Linked DNA regions of Zea mays: region 2 is linked to region 1. The links are chromatin contacts, called in public Hi-C maps. All regions are on one chromosome and are shown on one strand. The core of a region is the stretch at or near the end of the contact, and the rest is flanking DNA. Distances in the headings are between cores, read along the strand shown. Region 1 holds the start of LOC100278702. Region 2 holds the start of LOC100284724.

The links. A called contact is a pair of places that touch in the nucleus more often than the background predicts.
Region 2: a Hi-C map of leaf shows a contact between it and region 1, with 6 times the contacts expected there. The contact joins the promoter of LOC100284724 here to the promoter of LOC100278702 in region 1. A contact is called at or near these places in 10 of 25 Hi-C or Micro-C datasets (bundle sheath, ear, endosperm and 3 more).

The regions. Positions count from the first base shown.
Region 1 is chr7:172,770,131-172,776,465 of Zm-B73-REFERENCE-NAM-5.0, forward strand. It overlaps LOC100278702, which reads right to left and starts at 2,452. Exons shown (of 1, transcript XM_008655103.4): 1 at 1,823-2,452. The coding sequence starts at 2,345. The coding sequence ends at 2,079. It overlaps TRNAN-GUU (transfer RNA asparagine (anticodon GUU)), which reads right to left and starts at 2,924; the gene lies at 2,851-2,924. LOC100191295 (Glycine-rich RNA-binding protein 3 mitochondrial) reads right to left here. Exons shown (of 5, transcript NM_001136729.1): 2 at 6,334-6,335; 3 at 6,190-6,258; 4 at 5,991-6,097; 5 at 4,114-5,060. The coding sequence ends at 4,422.
Region 2 is chr7:173,001,300-173,008,269 of Zm-B73-REFERENCE-NAM-5.0, forward strand. LOC100284724 reads right to left here and starts at 4,080. Exons shown (of 10, transcript NM_001157619.1): 1 at 3,960-4,080; 2 at 2,797-2,843; 3 at 2,573-2,710; 4 at 1,704-2,001; 5 at 1,123-1,625; 6 at 804-984; 7 at 593-711; 8 at 291-356; 9 at 1-28. The coding sequence starts at 2,841.

The DNA.
Region 1 (6,335 bases), core at 1,202-3,701:
CGATTATATATTCACATTGATTTTAGATAGTTTACCAAAGTGCTTATATAAGCTAACTGAAAAGTTAAGTTTTATAGTCCGCACTGGCAGCCGGAATTAGCAACAAAAAAAAACTGAAACAAACGGGCCTATATCCACCCAATATGGTTTTTTTTGATAGTCCGCAGTATCTTCTGGCGTCCAGAATTAGGAAGAAAACTGAAACAAACGGGGCATGTGTCCACCCAATACAGAATGACTGGCGAAACGGCATGAGCATAAGTTTTAATCGCTGTGTAAAACTAAGCAGTAGATAAATACACTGTGAAAACCGGGACACAACAAGTGTCCCAAGTTCCATTTGCTTCTTCCGAATTGGTCATCATAAAATAGATTTATTTTCTTCATTCCCTTTAATTACATCTTTGAACTATCATTGCCATCTCTTGACCTTGTTACCCAGAAGAGTATGATCAAAAGAGGATATAGAGAAACAACTGTTAGCATATTTTGCAGCCACAGGGGCAATTTTGCTGAGATAAACCATTGGATCCTTGGGTCGTGGTTGATGGAGAAAATATGTGCCAGTCCAGAATCTAATCAATCCAATCAAGGTTTTGTCTCTCGTTGACCTCTTTTCAGTGATGCATCAGAAATGCAAAGCAACCATGCCCCACATGACACAGGTTTCAGACTATCTCTCTGTACACATTTCATTACTAAATTATATCTACAAATGGAATTTAGAAATGGCGTATTCGAGCGGAAGATGCCAACCTAAAGTGAAGGGGACGCAGCTTAAAAAGTTCCTCTGCTATTATAAACAGAATATTATAACCAAACGAAAGAGTCTGCTCGTACAAATTTGCTTTCCAACACAAGTCAATATGCCTGAAGGTTAGAGCTGAACTCTACAAAAGGTGGGCAGTCACTAAATTTGTTCAAAGTTTCACACCATAAAAGCCAATGTGGCCATGCAGGTGGCAATAACCAGAATCCAACATCTCCTGTGCCGTCTCAATCACAAAACATGGGAAAAAGCTCAAGTCAAATGTCAAATCCATCAGTATAGTTCAAATTTTTTCCCAGATCACTTCCAGATCAGTTCGCATAAATAAATGAGTTCATATTACGCACAGATAGAGCAATAGCCCGTGAATTCACATCATATGAGACCTATCATCGTAGTATAGCAAAAACACACAGCAGAAAATAGCAACCGAAGTGGTAAAATCCTTTCGAGAAATTATGCCGAATCTGTAGAGCAGTTCGAATTTAAAAACATCTCAAAACTAACCATGAAATGAAATTAAAATGTATACCATGTCAGGCTCGGTTCTGCATACATACAATACATGAAGATGCATACATACAATACATGAAGAGGCGATTTGCCATCTGAAGCAAACTCATCGCTTAGAAATGGACAGGAGCATGAATAGTGAGACAATTATGTGACACCATGTGAAAGCTACGAGCTAAAGTTGTTCGGACTGCTACAACATAAAGACAAAACAATGTAGAAGCAGTAAAAACATTAAAGGCAAGCGAATAGACTGCAAGCTTCTATACAAGACACATGGAATCAGGCACAGACAGGAGCATGCTAAATTAGCGAGCTCTCAAACATATAGGCACTGCAGGCAGCAGCATAGTGTACCAAACAGTCCAGCAAACCATAATTGCAACTAATAAAACATAAAATCAAGAATGGATTCTGAGCGAGTTACGACCATCTGCAAAGAGATTACTTATCAAATTATGATCGAACTAGTTAGGTTGGCGTGGCATATTTGAAACAAAGATGATGCAAGAAATATCAAAGTCTAGACATCAGTGCATCAGTCACAGATTATGATGTAATATTGCAAGCAGAACACCTTCAAAACCACGCATGACGCATCCCCTAACTCAAACTAAAGAAGACCAGCAACAACTTTTCAATGACTCAAGTTGCAGTTCATTCATACATAAAACTTCTTTCTTTTAATTAGCAAGTGTACAGTATATTGATAGTAGCTTATACTAGAACAGATCAATTTAGCCATTCATCGGCACGCACCAGAACCAAATCTTACAGATAGATTCCTCGTTCCTCTCTACGGGAGGCGGCCACGGTTGAGCAGCCCAAGCGTGTGTCGCGCAGCCTCGACGAGGTCACGGATGTTGTGGAGCGACCTCTCCTCGGCGCCGAAGATGAAGATGGCCCGGCACTCGGCCTTCTTGGCCAGCCGCGCCGCGTGCCCAAGCGGCAGCTCCGGCGAGTTGAGGGCCCGCAGAATCTGCCTGTACAGCGACAGCACCACCGGCCTATTCCGCGCCAGATCCTCCGCCGTCGCCCAGATCAGCCCGCTGCCTTTCGCCATTCTTCCGCCGCCGTGGTCACCTCGCCGCACACCGCCAACGGGAGCGAGAGGGTTTGGATCGAGCGGGGAGCCCAATCAGCAGAATTTTGTGGGCCTTAATTAGCAGGCCGCCAGGCCCTATTTAGATCCATGTTGGTAACAGTAATAGGAAAACTGTTTATTAATTAGCTTTTTCGTGCAATCAAAACTACCAGAATTCTTATATATTTTTAAAAACAATTATAGATACAATTTATTATTTACTCTAAAAGGTATAAAATTTACAGTTCTACAAATATTTTTTAAAAAAAATGAATGAACATTATGGAAATGTTTTATTATTTACTCTATTAATATATAAAAATTTAAGCTCTACCGATACGTATTTTTTTAAATGTTTAAATGATTTAAGATATTAACTGAGGGCCAAAAAGGTGAAACTACAAAAATATGAACAATATATAATTTTTTTAAAATACATATGTGATTTAAGGTTATAGATGAATTGAGTAAAAAAGAAAAATATCGCTAGAAGGAGGGCTTGAACCTCCGACCTTGTGGTTAACAGCCACACGCTCTAACCAACTGAGCTATTCCAGCATATGCTAAAGATTCAATTTATTCCTATTATTAGGTATGTCATTGAACTTTTGTACGTAAGAATATACACACTAAGAAAATTAGCACCTGAACTATCATCATTTATTGTTGAGAAGTTATAACCACCATTTCCTCTCACAATATATAACCACCTTTTCTTCTCATAATATAATTGTAGTAAAGCTACGCTAGCTGGCCATGTATACCGTGTTCTCAATACCTATTTATAATATACTTCCTCCGTCTCCAAAAATATCACAAATTATGAGCTATTCCAGCAATATAAGACGTGTTCTCTCTATGTATATGTACATCGATGCAATGGTATAAAGATAATTTAGTACATTTCTTGGTTTTTAAACCAAAGTTGGTGTATACCGTGTCAGACTCAGTTCTGCATACATACAATACATGAAGAGACGATTTGCCAACTTAAGCAAATCCATCGCTTAGAAATGAACAGGAGCATGACTAGTGAGATAACTATGGGAGCTGGCTGGGACTAAGAACCTTAGCCCTCCTTACGGTCCATATTCCTGGACTTCAGTAATTGATAGCCTTTTCAGTTTTGTTATGGACTTCTATGTGTATTTTTGTTTTTTTTTTGTCTCTGCCTTCTTTTGATCCTGTATTGGTCTATTTTGGTCCTTTCGTACCTTCTTAATATAATGATGTGCACGTCAATCTCTCGGGCGTTCGAGAAAAAAAATGTGACACCAGGTGAAGCTACGAGCTAACCTTCTTCTGGAAACATGGAATCAGGCTTAGACAGGCACATGTTAAATTAGCGAGCTGTCAAACATGTAGGCACTGCAGTAGTCCAGTGTATCATACAGTCCAGCAAACAATAATTGCAACTGATAAAAGATAAAATCAAGGATTAGAATGGATTACAAGCCGGTTATGACCTTCTGCAAAGAGATTACTTATCAAATTATGATCCAAACTAGCTATGTTGGCGTGGCATATTTGAAATACAGATGATGGCAGAAATATCAGTCTAGACATTAGTGCATCAGTCACAAATTATGATGCGTATTTATAATATACTCCCTCCGTCCCACAATATCACAAATTATGAGCTATTCCAGCATATGCTAGAGTTTTATTTTTATTTTTATTATTGGGAACGACATTGGACTTTGGACATTTCTATCTAGTACGTAAGAATACAAAGGCTAAGAAAATTAGCACCTGAACTATCATCATTTCTTGTTGAGAAGATATAACCACTCTTTCTTCTCACAATATAGTTGATATAACAACTTTTTCTTCTCACAATATAGTTGTAGTAAAGCTACGCTAGCTGAGTGGATAAAATAACATACGTGCCTTGTCTGAAACAGAATAAAAAAGAACAAAGGATTATGTTCTATATCCTAATGAGCTCAGGCAAAGTTCTATTTGCTCCATTTAGCACGACCGATCTGATGCAGTTTGGGGGAAAAAAATGATCCGCAGCACCGTGCGAGAGGTGCGAGTACGCCGCTCCCTCATTTACTCTGCCACTTCCTTGTCGAAGAAACCTTCGCCCAGCAGGTCGTCGTCGCCATTGTATTGCGGCTTGTTAGCTCCATAGCTTGCCCCACCGCCAGAAAACCCCCCGGTAACATTTCCAGCAAAGTTGTTGCCACCAAAACCTCCACCACCAAACTCTCCTAAGGTTCCACCACTGGAACTCGAACCTCCAGTATTGTAGTTGCCTACACCATACGGGTTGGGAGACGAATTGTACCCACCAGTGTTTCCATCAGAACTGCCAATGGTATTGTACCTTCCATTGCTGTTGTATCCGCTGCTCAAGTTGTTAGCATAACCACCACTGGCAGCTCCATTGCCGTAACCATCACTGCCTGAATATCCACCACCTGATGCATTGCTGTAGGTGCCACCATAGCCACTGCCAGATCCAACACCGTAACCATTGGCAGCATAACCCCCAGAACTATATCCTCCTCCACCACCAGAACTATATCCTCCACCACCACCAGAACTATATCCACCACCGCCATACCCACCAGTAGGATATCCACCTCCACCACCATAACCACCACCAGCTCCGAATCCACCACCCCCGCGTATCCCACCAGCGCGTTCATTGGCATGGTTCACCCTTATATTTCGTCCTTGAAGTTCCTGTATCAGATGAAATTGTTTCAATGATTTGCAAACAAGCAAATTATTTATGTTTCATGAAACAACATGCTCATTAGAGACAAGTATCTACAACTTCAAAGTAAAAAATAACTTTAAATCACTTGCGATATGAAAAAGAGAAATAGCATTTTCCTTTTGCAAATTCCAGGCCAAGGGTCCGATCCGGGAGGCTACTTGTAAGGCTAAAACAAATTGGTATAAAGCTTTTTTAGTCTAATTAACAAATTGGGAACAACGCAACATAGCACATCGACAAATCCCTACCTCCAGCTCCAAGAATTCCTGGAAAGCAGCAGCTCTCCAAACAGGCCCAATCATTTTAAGTCAAACTAAAGATCATAGGCACATATTAACTCTGTACAAGCAATTCAAGTATTTGGAAAATGATTTCTCTCACTTGCTGCTCTGTTCTGTAATCCTTCTAGTGCTTACAGATTACCAACTGGATTGTTGCATCAAACACTAAGGACAAATAACCTAGCATTCACTGCAATAATACATTTTAATTCATACCCAAATGGCAGCAAAAAAAAAAGACTCTGTGGCTGTCATACAGGAACCCTGGAAAATTTTGGTCGAGGCCATTATTTGTATATATGTCAGTATGTCACCATATCAATCAGTGCTTTCAACCAAGGAACAATAAATATTCCAATATTGTGCCTGGCTGAAAAAACAATTGTTAGCAGTTGATTATTCCTTTGAGTTATAGCGTAGATTATTTCTCTAGGAATTTCAGTCTGCATGAAGTGGAGATAAATTGAACAAATAGTTTGGACTCTGAAATTTTTCCTGTGTAACAAGGGATGTGAGCATTGGAATTCAGATGGTCAGTTTAGAAGAATTACCTTTGGAAGTGAGACAATTCAACGATGGTATAGAACAAAACAATGGACATGAATGACCTACCTTGCCATCCATGGAAGTCATTGCAGCTGAGGCTTCTTCAGTGGATGTAAAAGTTATAAAACCAAAACCCCTTGACCTCCCTGATTCCCGATCAATGATGATCCGAGCTGAATGCAAACAGATAATAGAGAAGTGTTAGACACCGATAAAAAAAAGTCCAAGAAAAAAAATACAAGTCGAAATAAATCGGACAAACAACCTTCAAGTACATTCCCAAACTCAGAAAATGCATCCTTCAGAGTGGTTTCGTCGGTGGCAAAAGAAAGTCCTACATGCAGGCTCATTCAGAGCGGAATTAGATACTCAGACACCACGGCGGAGAACAAAATCGATCTCAACATACCT
Region 2 (6,970 bases), core at 2,830-5,329, 230 kb after region 1:
CTCTTGTGCCGAAATAAACCCTAGAAGCCTAAAAAAAATATAAACATTATTTTGTAAATACTGTGAGCTATCGTTCAGTTATTGAAACTTTATAAACCCACTGTGCATGCACAGCCTTCAGCATGAGTCAAAATACATAGATAAATGCTCTCCGGCTAACCAATACTTGAATCATGTAGCTTACAGACTACAGATGCGTAAAAAAACAGTCAAATGTATGAATGCAACAGAACAATTTAACTGTGAAGCATGCTCTGAAATAAGTCAGCTAGAAAAGAAGGCGAACGAACCTCGATTGCTGCTAGCATGGATTGCTGAGACTCAAATTCGACAAAGCCAAAGCAAAACTGATCAGGCTGCAACAACATGAAGAAAATGTCAACAAGTGTAGAAACCAAAGCACATCCCACTCGTCAATTTTTTGTTTGGTTTGAGAAAAGTTATGAGTTGATCTGTCATCACTTCATTCCAGTTTTGCACATAGTTAGTATAAACATGATGAACAGGGCCATCCCACCAAAATTCATAGAATCGCCTAATGATGCATCAACCCTCAAATCCAAACACCCATAAACCTACAACTTAAGCTAACCTGGCATTTGACTTGTACACCACCAGATTTAATAGCACCAAACTTGCTGAACTCTTGTTCGACCATTTCAACAGTTGCTTCAAAAGGTAAATTCTTAACAAAAATTGAGTACCCTGGCTCTGCAAAACAAAGTAGTGCTACAAATCAGAATAAGCCCCATTCTTTTCTTGTTTCATTAAACAAGGAACCAAAGTAGAGAAGAGAAACTTACCATCAGGTGATTTGTTTTTAGGAACACCCTTATCGCCCGGTAGGGCATTAACAGTAGCATGAGCAGGTTTCGATGGTGAGGACACATTTTTCTCCGTATTTTGAACCATCTTTATATTTAGGTTGGGCTTGGAGGGTCTGGCAGCTGGGGCAGGCTGTGTGTCCTCCCTCGGGATTTTAACCTACAAGTCACCAACAACAGACAATATTATGCCAACATGCAATCCTCCAGATAATTGAAAAAAGGCACTATGATAACTTGGAGACATTAGTTACTTGCAACGGCAAAAGGTACATGAAAGGAAAAAGAAAAAACTCACAACTGATGCATAAGTCTTCCTAGTTACTTCCTTCTCAACTGGTGCACGAGGAGCTGGATCAGCCTTCTCAACTGGTGCGCGAAGAGCTGGAGCACCTTTCTCAACAGGTGCACTAGGAGCTGGATCAGCCTTCTCAACTGGTGTGCGAGGAGCTGGAGCACCTTTCTCAACTGATGCGGGAGGTGCTGCAGCAGCCTTCTCAACTGATGCGGGAGGTGCTGGAGCAGCCTTCTCAACTGATGAAGGGAGAGCCGGAGCAGACTCAGGAATCTTCACAAAATCCTTGTTAACAACTTCCTCAGCTGTAACAGGAGTTGAAGCTGGAGCGGCTACAGGTATCTTCACAACATCCTCGTTAACCACTTTCACACATGTCTCAACAACAGGGTCATTCTTAACTGGAGAAACAACATTTGCAGAGGTGCTGATAACTCCATCATTGACGAGAATGTTTCCTGCAGGTGGTACACCTGGCACTTCACTCTCCTTAAATGAATCTATTTCTGATCAAATATAAAAATCAAAATGTCAGTGAATATATACATAATAATACAGATTTAAACTAGTAAATGTTTCATCACCTGGCTCATTGGGCAGGGTGGTAATTTGTGTGCTTTTGTTATCATGGTTAGCTGCAACTACCTTCACCTCGAATGAAATCCCAGTAAGTCTGAATGTATCATTCAAAACATAATAGCCACTATTTTCCTGTGGAGCGAGAAAAAATGATTGTATAAACTTCTGTTTCACAACAGCCGTTGTAAAATATCCAGCAACCAAAATGATCACACCATCCACATGGGATGGCTGTGCATCAACAGTCTCGATCTCTATCAAACAGTCAGCACAATCTGTAGACACAAGTTGCTCCTTGATATCCTGCTCAAACACATAAAATAAATTAATCAGCCCATCAGAATCAACATAATAATAATAAGTCATTACTGATTTATACAAGTTGAACAGTAAATTAGTGCTAAAAATTGTTTTGAAGAACTAGTCCACGCTCCACCCATTCACTTGTTATTCCTACATTTGAAGTGACTTAATTCACTTGTTACTCCTAAACATGGTAAGGCATTGCCAAGTTTGTTCAATATTAAACCATGATTTGATCCAGAAAAGAGACCATGGGAATGTTTGGTTTAAGGTATGGAGTGGCCCACCACCTATTTTTTTCTAGTATAGGAAATGGAATGGGTTGATCCATCACCACCTCATCCATAAAAACAATTAGAAATCATCGTAAAAGAACAGTTTGTTGGCCAAGATATACTACCGTAGTTAAGCCTATCAACCATATATTTGATTAGTTTCTAATTAATAAGACAGATATGAAACATGTCACGGAAAATTATATACTGACATTGAAACCAGACAAAACTTTCATATTCCAAAGTCCCTAGAATCCATTGATAGCAGTAGCATCATGGAGTTGTAGAGAACTTACATCAATTGTGGTTACACAAATCATTTTCCCATTAGAATCTGTTCGACCAAGAATACTTTTGTCATTATAGAATTTATAGGCATCCTCTCTGGCATATCGAAGAGTTTGATAGTATTGTTTGACAAATGCATTAGCAATCTGTAAGCAGAAACATCATTACTTTCAGTTCAACTCTGCAATTATAGACAAACATAAAAGTCGATTAAAGAGTTGAAAAACAATACCACTTGTGGAGTAAAAGTAGCTGGGCTCCCATCTTCCAAGGCCATTGCTGCACAAGTTATAGCAAAATTAGTACTTGAAGTGGACTGTTAGGAGATCACAAATTCACAATAATCCAGTGTAATGAAAAGATTACCCAAGAAACAAGAAAAGATTGTATCTAACTATCTAGTTTGGCAAAGCAGCCAAGTAGGAAGGTTACTGAAAATTTGAAAAAGCCAGTAAGCAACCCCAAGGTAAACGATCCAAGAACCGATGAAAGTATGTAGTTACCATCTCTTTCTTCAAAAAGGTAAAGAAAGACAACTTAACAATATTCATAGCCATAGCCATTAAGAAAAAATATTGAACTTCTGAACCAAGGAAAATAACTTAAGTAAAAATACAGTAGTTAAGTCTTACTACACCCCTTGGCCCTTTATACAAACTTAGATCATGTTGTTGAATTCGAACAGAGACTTGGTGCTGGCTGACAAATGACACCCAGAAGTACAAACTGCAGGAGATAGCATGGTGGTAGTTCACGAATCCATGTTTGCTTCTTATTAATACACTGATAATAGATACAAGAATTGTGCTAGATTTGCCACATTGTGCATTTTCATACACTGGGCGCTGCCACTAGCTTAGCAGCAAACCAAACCTAGACAAATGAAGTTTACAATTTTACACTAAACATGTGCTGCATACCCCCAATAAACAATTCACGCTACCTTACTGTTATGTGAGGTAAATGTCCACCTCTCCATCTAACCGAATCTTTTCACCACAATAAATTCCATCTGATCATACACAGGGGTAGGACGCAAGAGGATCTGATCATTTTTCACCTCAATAAACATAAATTCCATCTAATCCTACACAGGTTTAGGAAGCAAGAGGATTCGATCTTCATGACGTCATCAGAACACAAACAAAGACTCCTCCACGACCAAAACACGAATTCCAATCTACTAACCCCCTCGATTGCAAAATGATCTCGCTATGAAAGAAACTACCCCATACCCCAATTTGGAATCTATATCCACTGGATTTAGAAGCAATATCTCTACTAAAACAACTCACCACGATGGCCGAGACAACCCGATCGCCAGTAATACACCCACCGAAGCATATGCAGAGGGATCGAAAAGCATTGAAAGAGAGAAGAGAAAGGGATGCGAACCTTGGGAGCGGGAAGGCACACGGAGACGGCGCCGCCACGAGACGACGCCGCCTTCGCCCGCGACGGGAACTGCAAACCCTAGTGAGGCGACGCGAGGCGAGTCGGCGGCGCGAACAGGAGCGAGCCGCGGACGCCGGGGCGTGAAGGGTTTATAGCGAGATGGAAAAGAGCCAAGAGGGTTTCGAAAAAGGGCACCTTCGAAAAGGGTTTATGGGTGAGGCCCGGGCTCCCAAAACTAACCATGGTTCTCTGACGTGTGGGACCAAATGTCCTACACGCCTGATCGGAGCCGGAGGGTGCCGTTGCGTGGATTTCGGCTATTTTATTAGCCGTTCTCTTGCCAGTCACGCCTGCAAAAAAACTCCATGGACCCAACAAAGTAATTTAGGCCCATGTGACTTTCGTCCCTGTGTGTTAGGCCTGGCTGATCTTGGCCTGCAGAACAGTTGCCCAGCCCATTAAGTTATCGCGGGAGGAGGTCGCCAGTGGCCTTGCCGAACTGCTTCGAGAATCGAGAGCATAACATAATTTAAACAGAATAAGAATTTGATGTTGTATCATACAATTTCTTACCTGTCTATTATACATAGAAAATTGATTCAAAGGCTTAGAGTCGTATATATCTGTCCAGGAGGATAAGAATTTGAGTAATGCACTTGCAGACAAATACTCACTTTATTTCAATTTATAATTCATTTGTTTTTTTATTCTAAATTTGACTGACTCGTTTTATTTTAATAATAATTATTATTATTATAACTATTTAACAGATATTGTTTAGCATATAATATATTTTATAAGTATGTTTTTTGATTTTTTTTGTTTTTTTACAAAATATTTAAATAAGATGGACAGTCAAACAATTTATAAATTGAGACGAAAGGAGTGGGAGTCAATGAATTTTGGTGAGCTCCTGGCTGTGGTGGCCACTGGTCACCAGCCACCACCACTACCGCTCCAATACCGCAGCGGGGCAGCCGTTGGTCGCCCCACCTCCAGCGGTGGCGTCGGGTAATGGATTTGACGAGGAGGGTCGAGGGTGGAGCCGTGGAGGCGGCGATTTGTTCTCCAGGATCGCGATCGTCAGCTCACGATTCCTAGCCAGCTGGCAGTGGTGCGCCGACCGCATGCTCGACGAAACGCTTGCGAGGCGCGCATGCCAGCCAGCGGCGTCGCACACCATCGGTGCCAGACTGCCAGGTCCTGTTGCAGATGACCCGCTGATGGGGACGATGCTAACTCATTGCTTCCGCTGACATGGCGGCGTCGGCATTCCATGTGCTGTGCCGAAAGGCTTCTCCCAAGCTAGTCGCGCGGGGGGGCGTGGCAGTACCCATGTCAGAGCCGATGAATCTCGTGCTGCTAAAGTTAGTAGTGCCGTTGAAGTCTGAAGGGGCATCGAGTGCCGGAGTTCTGTGAAAGCACTCTGGAAGGTGGATCATCATTCATTTGCAATATTGGCCCATTGGCTGTGCGCGCACAGTTTGGAAAATGGCAAGCACGCATGCCGGTTTGAGAGGTACGCCTTGCTGTCACTTTCAGCAAATGCCTGTCCTATCTTGTCCTGTTCGTGTCTGTTCAATTCATCTCTTTTTTCGCAATTTGCATCCGGTGTCATATCTAGGTGGTGTTTGGTTTGAGGAATCACTCTATCCAAAATGTGGTGGTGCATCATAGGTCCATTCTTCAAATTTGGTAGGATGATCTCATTCCTCATATTAGTACTAACTAAATAACTATAAAGAATGAGGTGATGATGGATCAACTCATTTCATTCCACAAACCAAACAAAAAAGTGAGGAGTGAGAAAATAATGGACTAGCTCATTACTCAAACCAAACAGCCTACTAGTGTCCTACATGATCTGGCACTGCAGCGTTGGATGTCGTCTTCGCGCTACTTATCGATTCCGTTTACTTAGGGGAGCGTAATGTTTCGTTTTGTTGATCATGTGTGAATGACAGGCTGGAATCCTTTGCATTCTTAAATAGAAAGACAGTTTGGACTACAGTTTTAGAACCCCAGTTTGGTGTCATTAGACTGTGTTCAACGGTTACCCCTAAATTTCTCCCTCTATATCTCACTCACGTGTCACGTCAGCGTTCTCTTCCCCCCTATATTTCCACTCTGTACAGCGGTTCCCCCTAAATCCTTCCCCTATACTCCCACTACAACCATAAAATATCATTTTCTATACATACTTTTCACCTCATATCAATTTTTCATCTACTAATAATTAACTGTGGGCCCACAACACAGTAGATAGGGGAGGAAAGGAGAGCACGCTGCATTCAGGGGGACAGAGAAGAATTTAGCGTGTTGCTGCACCGTAGTGGGTGCTTTAGGGGGAAGCGTTGCATAGGATAGCGTCTTCCTGTAGCCTCTACCGTAGGGGAGGGGGAGCTCCGGCGGCAAGCGGTGAAGACAGTCTTAGCACTCTGCTAGAGTGGCAGAAGACATCTTGTTTTCTATAATAGTATTGAGATGTTCGTAACTGTAGAAGCCAAATGGTCCCTGCTTCATGAAAGAAATGACTGCTTGTGTAATTATGGGGCGCGTGATTCAATCAAAACAACATCACATCAGTAAGACAGAAGGTTACTAAGACAGAATATTATATATATTTTCGCGGCTATATGGCACCACGATACGAAAGGTAGTATGGAGAACTGGAGAGAGCGGCATAGGACTAAGACCGTTGTAACAAAGCGCGAACACGATAGTATACACACGATGTAAAGGGTTCGAGCGGCCTGAGCCTAATATAATAATCTACGTCCTCCTTACGATGGATGTTTAGATGTAAGACACGAAGTTACATACTCAAATGTTAACTAAGCTAGCGATCGAGTAGAAACAACCCTATTTGTATTGCCCTACCCAACCATCGCGATGTTAACCGATATCATGTTCTATGTTACTATGCGTCTCTTTTATAGCTCAAGGGAGAAGTGAGTTATATACATGCACATACCCTATTCAACAAAGTTCCAACTATTTCTATCTTATCA